Linked DNA regions of Arachis hypogaea: region 1 is linked to region 2. The links are chromatin contacts, called in public Hi-C maps. All regions are on one chromosome and are shown on one strand. The core of a region is the stretch at or near the end of the contact, and the rest is flanking DNA. Distances in the headings are between cores, read along the strand shown. Region 1 holds the start of LOC112720621. Region 2 holds the start of LOC112720620 (protein SHORT-ROOT).

Region 1 (7,359 bases), core at 3,540-6,039, 160 kb after region 2:
GTGAGTTTACGTGGCAGGTGTGGTGTACTTTGTTATACGCCTATAATAAACTTTTGTCTATTCCATGAACCATTAAGCAAAACTTTAAGAGCTAGATAGGAGCTCCTATAAGAAAAGACGAACATAACAGGTGGCTGATTGACTTTTTTGCTATCATTTAAAATACGTGATTAGAAAGGAATACCAGAATTTTCAGGAATCAAGAAACAGGCGTTGCAGAAGTTATTACCAAGTCGATTAGGAGCTACAAAGAGTGGGTTGACTTTGTTCCGTCTAGTCGTTGATGGCAATGTCAGAGATAACTATGATTTCTTTTCTAGTGTTTGTATTGTAACTTTGGACTTTCTAAATGCTACACCTTTATGTGTTGAGCATTTTTTGTTTTAAAAATAAAACTTTTACTTGCAAATTGTTCGAATATAGAACATTAAAGTTTTAGAAAAGTAAATGTCACACCTGAAAACATAATTATTAGAACCAGATCGGACCGGCCGATTCGACCGAAAACCCAATGATTTCCACTTATTCATTGGCTGTGAGTTTACGTGGCAGGTGTGGTGTACTTTGTTATACGCCTATAATAAACTTTTGTCTATTTCATGAACCATTAAGCAAAACTTTGAGAGCTGGATAGGAGCTCCTATAAGAAAAGACGAACGTAACAGGTGGCTGATTGACGTTTTTGCTATCATTTAAAATACGTGATTAGAAAGGAATGCCAGAATTTTCAGGAATCAAGAAACAGGCGTTGCAGAAGTTATTACCAAGTCGATTAGGAGCTACAAAGAGTGGGTTGACTTTGTTCCGTCTAGTCGTTGATGGCAATGTCAGAGATAACTATGATTTCTTTTCTAGTGTTTGTATTGTAACTCTGGACTTTCTAAATGCTCCACCTTTATGTGTTGAGCTTTTTTTGTTTTAAAAATAAAACTTTTACTTGCAAATTGTTCAAATATAGAACATTAAAGTTTTAGAAAAGTAAATGTCACACCTGAAAACATAATTATTAGAACCAGATCGGACCGGCCGGTTCGACCGAAAACCCAATGATTTCCACTTATTCATTGGCTGTGATTTTACGTGGCAGGTGTGGTGTACTTAGTTATACGCCTATAATAAACTTTTGTCTATTCCATGAACCATTAAGCAAAACTTTGAGAGCTGGACAGGAGCTCCTATAAGAAAAGACGAACGTAACAGGTGGCTGATTGACTTTTTTGCTATCATTTAAAATATGTGATTAGAAAGGAATGCCAGAATTTTCAGGAATCAAGAAACAGGCGTTGCGGAAATTATTACCAAGTGGATTAGGAGCTACAAAGAGTGGGTTGACTTTGTTCCGTCTAGTCGTTGATGGCAATGTCAAAGATAACTATGATTTCTTTTCTAGTGTTTGTATTGTAACTCTGGACTTTCTAAATGCTCCACCTTTATGTGTTGAGCTTTTTTTGTTTTAAAAATAAAACTTTTACTTGCAAATTGTTCGAATATAGAACATTAAAGTTTTAGAAAAGTAAATGTCACAAAGGTTCCAACACTCTTGCCACAAAGCTAGACATTTTTCTTTGAGATTTATAAGCTAATAATAAAATATATAATAACAAAGTTCACATGAAAATGCTCTAAAGCTACAACCATACACTAGTTCATATGTGTAAGATTAATTTTATTTATATGTAACTTTTTTTTAGATTAGACCTATTAAATTAAAGGCTAATAATTTATATAAATTATATATATATCATATTAAAGTAATAAGCTAATGAAATTTATATATAATTTATTTAAATTTAAATAATATGAAATATTAAATATTAATTTTTATTTTTTAATAAATATTGTATTATAATTTTATATATTTATTAATTATTATCGGGTTAAACAATTCGACTACTAATCCATCAGTTGAATCATTAACCTAATAATCCAATAACTTTACCGGGTCAATTGCCGGTTCGATTTTGATAACTATGCCTGAAAATATTTTCGCCTTTATTAATGTTGTTAAAATAAATTAGAAACACTGACACTCACTGAAAAATAGGACAAGGACGTTATACGCTGAAAAATTTAAATTTTAGTTAGAAGTAATTAACGTTATCAAATCGTAAGTTTATACTTAATTTTATAAATTAAATAATAATTTAATTAATATAATTTTTTTAATTATTTTTTAAATTATATATTTTATAAATATAGTTAATTTTTTATATTATATAATTATTTGTTATTTTTTATTTCTAAAAAATTTAAATTTTAATTCATATGCTATTTTAAAGGACTATATTTTATAATAATTTTTTTAACATTAAAAGTCCTAGTAATGATTTTTTATATTCTAATGAGTCAAAAATTAATTTTTAATAATTTTTTAGAAATAGTTTATTCTTCTGTTTTGAATTTATAAATTTGTAAAAATATAAATTTTTTAAAATTTGAACTTAAACACAAAAATTAAATTTCTATTTTTATTCGTTTAGATTTTTTTTATATTTTATTGAATTCAAATGGAGGTTTTTTTTTTATCAACATTTATGTTTTAAAGTAAATAAAAACTAAATAAACGATTAACTTAATTTGATTTACTATGTATAAAGATTTGATTTATTATTGGTACATGATACACATAGTAAATCAAATCAAGTTAGTTTGATTACATGAAAATAATATAAATCAAGTCAATTTGATTCGATTTATATAGAAATATTTAAGATATGGCGTATAACTAATTCTAGTTTAGGATATATGTGTAATTTTGAATTCCATTTATTTCATCCAGGTGAATTACCCTTATTTATAACTTTATTATACATTTTATAAATTAATCAATTAATTATCTGATATAATGAATTATAATTAATTGATTTATATAAATTATAATAAATTATGTGATATTTAAATATTTAATTAAATTATTTAATAAATTATAATAAATTAATTTATTATAATAAAATGAATTTAATGAATTAAATAAAATAAATTAAAAAATACTCTTAGCATTATGTTATATATGCTTCATATTAAGTGTATAAACCTAATTTTAATATAATAAATAGATAGATAATAAATAATGTAATAAATAATAGATAATATATTGGATAAAAGGTCTACAAATTAAAAATCTTTATTATTAAAATTATCTTTCTTTATCGGATTTTTTTTTCAAGTTTATAATGTATTCAATATCTTAAAATGTAATTAATATCATAGAATTAATCAATGAGAAGTAACTTTTAGATTATTGGTTTTGCGAGCATCCACCCAATACAAGAAGAGACCAAAGAAAAAATAATTATTTCAAAAGAATTAGAAAAAAAAATAGTAGTAAAAAGTGGCGTAAACATAACATCACTTTCTCATGAGTCCATCAACTAAATTTCAGAAGCAAATTATGAAATTCTGACAAGCTAGAAATAGACCATGATTGCAAGTTGTAATTTCCAGTGAAGAGGAAAAGAAAAATCACTTGGGACAAAACGATTCTACTAAACCAATTAATACTTGGGACAAAATGATTCTACTAAACCAATTAATCAATACACAATTGTACATTTCCTGACACAAAAATAAAAAAATGTAGAGAAAATAATTTTACTGTTTGTCATCTTTTCCATTGGAAAAATCTAAAGTGTATTATGTACACCCAAATTCCTTTTGGGGAGCAGCTCCTTGCCCTTGAGAAATTCTACACATAGTTCTTAAAATCGATTGAGATAATCGATGAAACCATGGATCATTGGTTGAATTACTTATCAAGTTATCATAAAGTTTAATCAAATACATTTATAAATTAGACATAATTTCATTTGAATATATAATATATCTATTTTGTATGGCAACATTTTACAGAAAACATCTATAGTTTAATTAGTAATTATGAAATGTGGAAAGATAATTTGGTATAAGGTACACAATTATGAACTTAAATCATAACCAAGTAAGGAAACCCTTATGAACTAAAAAGAAAGTTCACAAAGTGAAAGAAAATGAATCGGAAACCTAGATAGGGGAGCAGATCTTCTCTAATAAAAAAAAATTAGATGTTTAATTTAATTTTTTATTATTTTTTTTATATTTATTTTTGGTTCCACTTATAAAATTATTGATAAAAAATTATATTTTATTCTCACAAGTATTAAAAAAAAATTAAAAAGTGACCAGGTCAGCAACCCATCTCAAGGAAATTTCCAATTAGCTCTCCTTGCTTTGCCACAAGAAACTCCAAAAAGATTAAGATCTAGTTTAAGTAAATAGTTTAATTAAATTTTTTTAAAAAAAATAATTTAAATAATAATTATTTATATTAAAAATAGTTTATAAATAAATTATTTTGTATTTTATTTTTTAATTTTAAAAATTTTTATTTTAAAAAAAATATAATAAAAATTTTTTTATTATAAAAAAGTTATTTTTTTTATTTTTTTATAAATACTTAAATAATTTTTTATAAAATTATAATTTAATCTTAAAAATTGTATTAAATATTAATATTATTATTTTTTATAAATAAAAAAAATTACGTTTAAAATTTTTCAAACAGAGCCTAAAACTTACGATCTGTCAGTTTATGAGTTTGGTGATGACTGATGAGCCACTAAACCACATTCCCATAGTATTTGGGCCGGAAGATTATTTTGTCAATTATTTATGGTCTGAAGATGGTTTTCTCCATCTAATAGGTAATAACTAAAATACCCTCTATGTTTTAAGCCCTCTTTGTCTTTTAGATTTCTTAAAAAAACATTAAAAATAAGGCCCAATAAGTGGTATCCCTAGAAAAAGAAAGCCCAATTATGCTTAGGTGAAGAGAATTGTTTGCAGTGTCCTAATTCCTAAAGGAAAGTTGAAGTTGGATGGAAGCAGGAGGCAGCAGCAGCAGTGGCGAAGAAGATGGTGATGCGGCATGGAGAGCAGCCATCAATTCCATTGCCGGAACCACCACTTACCCCAATCCCAATGCTCCCCAAGAACGCAAGCCCAGAGCCCCACACCTTAAGCACTACCAACTCCAGGTTCGTAGCCTGCACCACCTTCGTTTCTTTCTGTTTCTAAACTCAGATTTGCAAGCTGAGGACATATATGTCCTTTCTCTTATTTACAATGGTTAGAGGAATTTATTTGTTTCGTAATAAAGAAATTAGGAATTTTCATTTATTTGTCTTTTTCTTTTAAAATTTAGATAAAAATATAGGAATGGTTTATATCTAATATGTCGGCTTAGGAATTTATTTTTTTTTTGAAAGAAAACTCTAATGAGTGGGTGTTATGTTCCACGTTTCCCAGTTCCTTTTTCTTGGTCTTATGGTGATGATGATACTCGTGGCAGGCACAAAAGCTTCTACATGACATGTTGGAAGAGACTATAGAGATAGTGAAGGAACCTGACCCTGTTCTGAATGATGAAGATCCCAAGATCAACCAAGAAGAAGAAGGAAGAGAACCTGGCATTCGCTTGTTCAAGCATGTTCGCCAACCAGGAATAGTGTTTGATCATTTTGGTAACTCACTGAATCAAATGACCCCTTTTCTAGTGGCTTACTTGTCTATTCATGGTTGGTTTTGAAATTTTCAATATATATTTATGGTTTCTATCTTTAATTATTTAATATCTGTAATGTTGCAAAAAAGCTGCATTTCATAATAATAGTACTAACTTTTTTCAGAAAATAGAACACGCACCTGATTCTAATGGTTGAGAAGGTGGATCCCCAGGATGTACTCTGCAATCTATTGTTTTGTTGACCCCATCAGAAAAATTTCAAATGATAATAGTCTTGTGTCGTTCTCAATTTCTTTTCTTTTTTTTTTTTTCTTTGAACTTTTTATTGTTTGTTTTGTTTTGTGATGTTGCATGACAATCAATTATCTATTTTGTTAGTTAGTTAAGCATTGAGTTTCTGAGAAGTTGTCAAGTGTCAGTTTTGTGCAAGTACTAGCATGCATGCCTAGGGCCTCTGCTATTATGGCTTCTTATTTGGTCTGCCTCAACTTGTTGCCCAACTGAACCACAATCATTGTACTTGCTAACCAGTGGATCATATAATTATGTAAGTTTTACAAGTGTTATAGTTCGGTTCATACTGGTTTTCATGTTTTCATCTAAATTACTTGGTTTAGGGATCTAAAACAAAAATTTGAAGCGATGAATTCAATCTAACATCTAAACAGGAAAACTAAAACTTTTTATGCTTATATTAGTACATTATAAAATCCTTGTTTAACACTAAGTCAATAAACAAACCACTTTTCTCTCACTTTTATTTTTCATCTTACCATCTCAGCATTTCACTTCAAGGCAAATTGAATACAGTCTAATCATAAGTTGCTTACAAACACCACTTGAAGTTGAAGATCGAAAACATGTGGGTCGCCCACCTTAGCAGAACGTCCACTTTTGCAACTAATTAATGATGTGTTTGTCCACCCTTATCGTTACCATGCCGATTTTTGTCTTTAGCATGCTGAGAAACTGATGCACTTTATGATGTTTAATGATAAAAATAATAATACTCAAATTTGTGATTTATTTCCAATATTGACAATTGCATTGCATTTTGTATGTAGTTTACGGTTTAAGGTTTAGGCTTATATGTATATATGTGCCTGCAGATGAACCCGAACCACCAAAGAAACGACCCAGATTACTTCCTGGAGATGATATTGATGAGAAATCAAAGAAGGTCTAGTAGTTAAAATCTTAAAATCTATACATACATGTCTCTTTTGTCTTATTGCCTGTTTGTCTTATATGGACTGAGTCAACAGTTTAAAAGGCGGGTTAAATCTGTTGCTGTCGAAGGGAAAGATTTAATTGCCGCAGCAAATGACGCGAACAATAAATCGTTGGCTAAATTTGAAGCCAAAGTCGCAGCAGCAAAAGCTAAAGCCAAGAGAGAGGAGGAAAGAGTTAACAATTTGAAAAAGATTAGAGGGGAGAGGTGGCTGCCTTCCATGGCGAATGAACTGCGTCGGTAATGTATCATCGTTGAAATGGTCTTCAGAAAAGATCATGTTACTTAACTTGGTGTTTCTGTTGTACAGCTTCATGTGAAGTTGATAACTGAGAACTATTAAATGCAGCTGAATTTTCAACTTTACAATTTAGAATGGAGGTTTCCTACACATTACCAATTGAATGAATGTAATAGTGTAACAGTTACCATGTATGAGGGCCAAGATCCTAGTTTCGCGCATGGACAATTAATATATCACGTCAGAACTCAATGGAACAAATTGACATTCTGGATTAAAATAATCAACCTTTAATTTTTGCAAGCCTAAATTCAAAAGAAAAATTTGGAGGAATCAAAACAAAAAGCAGTTATTTTATTATTATTATTATTTTTTTTTGTTTCCGCA
Region 2 (7,090 bases), core at 919-3,418:
GTTCTCTCCTTGCTTCTACGGCTTCCATGCACTGGCCCACACCACCGGCTGGTCCTTCCAACAAAGAAATACTCCGTTATCGGAACACTGTGCCATCGACCACCCTTCCCTATACCTTCTCAACAATGCTCTGACGTCATCACACACCTCCTCGCTAAACGGCATCCTATTCAACCCCCCACCTTCCCTCATTTTCTGTGACCATTTCACCGCCGTCTCCCTCCGCTCCACCGACTCCTCCGCCGTACACGCCACCAGGTCCACAATCGCCCTCCCCGCCGCCCTCTCCAGCATCAGCCTCTCCCCACTCGTCCTCGTAAAGCTCTCATCCAGCGCCTCCATGTAAACCCTAAACCACTTCACGCATTCCTCGAACCCTGTAAGGAACTCCTGGCCTTCGGCGCCAACGTCCAGATCCGCTTCTTCTTCCACCACCGTCACGATCCGAGGGTTTAGCCTCGCCAGCGAGGATATCAACGTGTCACGGTGGTTCCCGACGGGTGTGATCGCGTGCAGCGTGTTCACGTAGTTGATGGCTAAGGCCTCCTCGTTCTTGATGTCCAAATCGCCGAAGTTGAGATTGGAGAGATCGCCGACGTGGCAAACGACGTTGAATTTGAACGGAACTCCCATTAGCCTCGCAAATTTCTCCATCCTTGTACCTATTCATAAAGCAATCATAATCATGATTTAGATAGCAATAATAATATGGATTTAGTTTTGATTTACTTTAAATTAAAAAGAATTCGAGTATACTTAGATATACACCTAAAATTAACCATCAATATATAATATAAATTAAAAAAATAAAGTTAAATTACAAATATATTTACATGATTACTCATTTTAATGTGTACCTATTACTTTTGAAAAAAATTATACCATACTGCTAGATAGATTCAGACAAAAGAAAAGATTTTTACACTGTTAATTCATAAACTTCAATATAAAATATAAGATCTTCAATCAATCAATCAAAGCTAACTACTTTAAGTTCTAACTAACATATATGTACTCTCTTTTACGGATGCTATATGTTTATAATTATTTCTCAAATTATTGTAAAGAAGGTGGTTGGAACAGTAAAAGAAGAGAAGATGATTCATAAGTTGGTTCGTGCAAAAGTGAATGATGATGACACAAATTTAGAGAAGAAAGAAGAACACTAGAAAATAAAATAATCATGAATGTTTATAATTTTGCTTTTTGGTTGATCACCTATTTCCTTCATGACCCTCTGAACAGCGTCGCCAGAGTCACCAGGTCTGGTGGTGACGACGGTGGTTAACCGGAGGTTCGGGGTGTCGTCGCTACGAGTGGCCAAGGCTTCAAGAAGCGTTGGCCACTGTGTGCAGTACGTGTTGCTGAAATCCACAATGTGCAAGTTGAGCTCCCCATCGAGAGCCTCTAAGATGGCGCCATTGGACGCCACGTGTCCAAACGTGGTCCAGGGACTAACCTCCTGGAACTTGAGAACCGTCTTCCTGGTGGACTCGAAACAGCAAGTCTTGTCCGAAGCTAACGTTAAGGTTCGGTAGGTTCGTTCGCCGACGGTGGTTATGCGGCTGAACAAGGCTTGAAGAAAATACGCGGCGAGTTTTTGGTTTGTGTCGCCGTATGGAGAGCTTAGCTCGTTGAGCATCCATAGGAGTTGATGCAGTCGCGTGGTGTTGTTGTCAGCGATGGCACGTGCGGTGTCGAGGAGGATGTTGGGTGCCCACGTGCCTGATGAGAATTCAAAGTTGAAATCTGATGGTGGTGGAGTGGGTGGTAAGAATGATGTTGACGATAAATCATGATGAGTAGTGGTAGTGGATGATAATAAATGGTAGTGGGGTTGTAATTGGTTATAATAAGGGTAATATTGTTCTGGTTGCTTTGAAGAAGAAGAGGATAGGTCTTCTTCATCCATGAAAAAGTTGAAGCATTCTTCTTCAGCTTCTTCCTCTAGTTGGTGTTGGTCATAATAATAATAATAATTTTGATGAGAGTTGGTTGATGATGTTGTTGTGGAGTTTAGGGACGGTGGATCTAGCCTAAACAGCGTATCCATTTTTATCACACTATGAATAGAATATACTCACTATGGTAGTGAAGTAGTAGTGACTAGTGAGAGTGAGTGTGGTTGATTTTGTGCACAAGCAATAAAAGTATTGGGTGTAACGTGTTTTTAACGGTGTGGAATGGGGTAGCACTGGTGAATGATTGGTGGGAAAAGCTTTTCAATTTCGGTAGCTTCTACTATACTAGCTAGTTACTATACTTTATACAAAAGAACTTGATTAATTATAATAGCAATGAGTAGCAAAGGAAGGGGACTAAGCTAAGGGACCGATTAGTTGAAGTCAGGATTTAAGTATAAATGATGATCTATATGGAATGTAGTATTTGAAAAAAAAAAGGAAAATAAATATTACTAGAATTACAAAAAAAAGGGTGATGATGTGAAATGAACCCATGGAGTTAAGTATGAGTATATAAAGTTCCTTTTGTTTCAAAGAAGAAGATAAGATAAGACATTGAAAATAAGATATAAAAGATAGAGAGATAAAATTTAATATTTTTATATTTTATTTAATGATAAAATAGAATAAATTATGAAAATTTAATTTATTTTTATTTTTTTAATAAAAAATTTGAGAAAAAAATATAATTTTAAAAATTAACAAGAATAATAAAAGAAAAAATAAAAAATAAATTGTATCATTTATTAGTATTTTTATATTTTTTGTGTCAAAATAGACATAAAATATACTAATTTAATGTCTTTAAATATAATATATTTATCTATATATTATTTGTCAAATAAAATGATGTGTTTTTGTGTTTCTGTTTTAGTGTCTCATTTTTTTAAATAAATACAGCTTAAATTAGATAGTAGAAAGAATTACATGTATGGATCAAATTTGGGGTAAAAGTATAAGTAATTATTGACACGTGTACCATGAGTAGTAACATATGGATTGGCAGTCAAAAGAAATTTTGAAATTAGATATTATGTGTTAAAAGTAAAAATTATCAAAGGTAATCAACTTATTCACATTTTCAAATAAGAATTTTAGGTTTGTCAATTTTATGACTTTCTGTTTTATTTATATTTTTGGAAAAAATGAAATTAAAAAGAACAATATTTTGGCTTACTTTTACATATTTTCTATTCATATAGTTAAAAAGAAATTGTAACACATTATCCATTGATTATATAATATGGACTCATTTTCTGGATAATCATTACAACTCCACACTGCGAAGCAACAGTAACTAGAGCAAAAAAAAACAAGAAGCAAATAACAAAGGGCTGGAGCTAATACATACTACAACTCCACCAATAAAATAATATGAAAGACTGCCTATACGAAGCCAACACCCACATACACCCTGACGCATATACCCCGTTATGTCGCTATCTTTAATTGAAATTTGAATTTTTCTTTATATAGCGATTGTGATGTTGTGCCTATTGTTTGTTGGGTTACATAGAAAAATATGTTTATTCTAAAATGAGAAATAGCCAATGATTTTGTGAAAAGGAAATATTAAGGGAAAAGGTGGAGTTGTGGTGAAGAGTTAATATTATTCTTTTTAAAATAGGAAAAAAAATTATCAATAAAATTTTACATCTGCAATGCATATGTTTATTTTAAATTTAATAAAAAAGAATATTCTTTATTTAATTTTACTCTCTACTTTTTTTTTTGGTGTAATTAAACTGCTCATAAAAACTTTTTGTTTATAATTTTATGTTGTATCGCAGTTCAAACACAGTTTATACACAGGATTAAGTTAATTTTATGAGTAAATATTATTTTTGGACTTTAAAAGATCTAGATTTAGAGATTAAAAAAATCTCAAAAGAATGATATTGATTTTGAAAAAATAATTTAAACATTCAATAAACCCTTAATTTATTTACTACAACAAAACAGCATTTTTGCCATATTTTTTTATTGTTTGATGACAGTTTTAATCGTCACTGAATATTTTTGCGATGATTAAAAAAAATGTCATGGATTTGAGGGTCGCCAGCTGACATAGTGACGGTTTTGGACCACCGTTGGTAAGAAGTGTCGCTAAACTGTTCATGATGGTTTTTGAAGTATAAAACCATCACTAATTTGTAATACTCGTCAAGGTATTTTTTACATTGTATTTTGCGATGTTTTGAAACTGTTATTAAATTAATAAATTTCGTGATAGTTTTTTTCTTAAATTTCATGATTGTTTTAAACTGTCATGAAATTTTTAGGGGACAATTTGAAATCGTCACTAAGTTACTAGTTCCTATAACAACTTTTAGATATATTTAGTGCCACTACAAAAAATACGCCGAGTACTGTCAAATCTACCGGCGGATTCATCAAATAAATCCATTGGTATGTAATTAGTTTACCGTCAGATTAACAGTCGAATTGAATTTGATGGTACAAACGGCGACGAAAAATTTTTACCGGCGGATTATTCCGCCCGATACTAATTACCAGCAGATTTTGTGTCGATTTTTCAATTAATACGACGAAACTAAGTTGATGATTACCGTCGGATTTGGCGCCATATTATGTTTTATGGCGCCCAAGTACAATTGGATTTTTTTGTCGGTAAATCCAACAGTAGTTGTGATTTTTTTTTACAATTAGCCCACAATTAGTAGTCAAATTAAAATTTTTGTTTACAAAATTAGGATAGAAATTCAAAATTACAAGAAATTAACTAATGATTTTATTAAATATCAATGGTCAAAATATAATAAAAAGTCAAACAAAGTAGAATACAATGAAAAATACATGAAATAAATCCAATCCTTAAATCCTAAAGATTTGAGTAATAGTCACGTCATCGTCGTCTTCCCCCTGCTGAGGCGGCGGAGTAGGTAGTGCTGACACTGTGCTCCACCAGCAGCGTTACTGCTGGTACCATGAGCGCCGCTGGTACCAGTGCGCATCTGCTCGTTATACACCTCCATTTGCTCTCGTAAATACTCTAGCCGCTCCAGCTTCTCCGTCAGATTTGAGCTGATGGCAGCGGCTCCTCCCACGCGTGCAAGAAGCTCATTATACCTCTGCTCAGACTGCTGAGCTTGTTGGTAAAGCTCCTGTGTGATCTTCTGCACCTCCTCCCTCAAGTCAACAACTTCCTCGAGATCGGCTGGGCTGGTGGCAGAGGCAGAGGCAGATTAAACCGCCAATGCGGAGGTGCAGAGGTCACTGGCAAAGAACAACCCTAACCTGGAGACCCAATTCGTGTAGGGCTCAGAGACGGTCTCGCGCCAAGCCTTATCAGGATCTACCACTGAGGCATCAGAGCTGGCGGGGTTGTCCCCACTAGGCGGCTGAGATTGCTATGTAGCGGCCTTCAATCTCTGTGTGTAGTCCTCCTGTGTAACACACGTTGTGATTATGATGACAGTTAATTGACTTTAAACTGAATAAATTTCAAAGTTAAAATTAATTGAAACTCACATATTGAGTCGCAAACCGCTCATCAACAAATATCTCATTGTTGGCCTTCAACATATGGGTATGCTTGAAGGTCTCCATCTATGTTGCCTCACGATCCAACGACTTAGAATATACATATTAAAACCAACTAATATAATAAATCAACAATTAATTCAAGAATAATTAACAGATATTAGCAAATAAACTACATACAAGTCCGCTCTTCGTCTTCATGAAGGTCGTCGACCTACCAGTATACTTCGATGACCTTGACGAAGCCCTGTTAGCTCTGTTTGTCAAACGGCGACACTTGAATCCTTCATCAATACTAAAATGAACGTCCAGTTCCTTCTTAAGATCTGGACGGAGCCAAAAAGTTAGGTTGTCGCGCCCCTGAAGAAAGTCATGCATCATCTGCTGAAGTTGCTTAGCTACCCGGTGGTCATAGATCTTCCTAATCAAGATATCATGTTCCTTATCCTAGATAAATTTCTCTTGCACAAAGTAATTCAACAATATTAGTTAGTCAAAATAAAAAATAGTTGAAATATAGTTAATTCAACAACATTATTGAGTTTTTACCGCTCACTTCTGAAACCATCGCTCTCTGGTCTCAGCAGGGATCTTCGTGTAGCTCGGACATGCGGTGTCGTATATGGACTTAATCCTGTTGAAGATCTCTTGTGTACATGCATTGTTGTTTGGTGTAAACCTATCAATAAAAAACTTAAGATTAGCAAACACATAAAAGCACATAAAACTTAACATATTCAAAATAGATTGCGGATAAAAGACATTAAAATAGTATGCACACACGCCTGTAAGCCATCAAGCCAAATCCCCATCCGTATCACGGGCGGTTGTGGAGGGGCATCTGGCTGGGACACAATAAAGGAATCACCCACTGCGGGATCTGTCGCTGGAGCTGTAGGGGGGGGAAGGGGCGTAGCAGAAGGAGGCATGTAGTTCGGGTTTAGGACCATGATGAATTATTGGTCCGTTGGATCCGCCTGTGATGTCACAGGGGTCGACGGGGTAGTCAGGGTAGATGGGGATGATTGAGCAGTCCCTGGGGATCCGGTGAAAACCCTCCTTCTACCACAACCACAAGACCCACTTGTTCTACCTCTGCTACCTGTCATCATGTCTGCAAAGGGAATATATTAATAACACTAATCAGTGTAACGCCCCAATTTCTAATATGTCATGATCATACTGAAAATCGAGTGTCACCAACTTGTCACCCAAAAACTTAACTAATATTATTATTAAGCATGTAATCGTGTTAGTACGAATTCGTGTTTCAGAAAAACTTTTTCTTTCTAACACAAAAAGGGTCGCAGGAAAACTAATTACGCATAGACAAACGATGATGTAAAATTAAATACGAAAAACAATAACATGAACGTCAAGGATAAGCATAAGGAAAAGTATAGGTAACCAACAAGATTTTTGAACAATGTGTAAACAATGTGAATTAATAGGGTTAAAAGAGTAAATTTAATTAGTAGCATTAAATTAGGGTGTAGTATATTTTCATTTGATTGGTGGTTGTTCATGTTGTTCAAAATTTTCATTGTTCCCCTAGCATTTCCCTAAGCATAATATACACCATGTACACTATTTACACACACACACACACACACACACACACA

What was found. A called contact is a pair of places that touch in the nucleus more often than the background predicts.
Region 1: a contact with region 2 is called in a Hi-C map of an unstated tissue, with 6 times the contacts expected there. The contact joins the promoter of LOC112720621 here to the promoter of LOC112720620 in region 2. A contact is called at or near these places in 2 of 8 Hi-C or Micro-C datasets (leaf and an unstated tissue).

What each region holds. Positions count from the first base shown.
Region 1 is chr11:31,745,165-31,752,523 of arahy.Tifrunner.gnm2.J5K5, forward strand. It overlaps LOC112720621, which reads left to right and starts at 4,790. Exons shown (of 4, transcript XM_025771613.2): 1 at 4,790-5,012; 2 at 5,327-5,498; 3 at 6,610-6,680; 4 at 6,766-7,233. The coding sequence starts at 4,854. The coding sequence ends at 6,975.
Region 2 is chr11:31,589,421-31,596,510 of arahy.Tifrunner.gnm2.J5K5, forward strand. LOC112720620 (protein SHORT-ROOT) reads right to left here and starts at 2,169. Exons shown (of 2, transcript XM_025771612.3): 1 at 1,219-2,169; 2 at 1-662. The coding sequence starts at 2,053. The coding sequence ends at 16.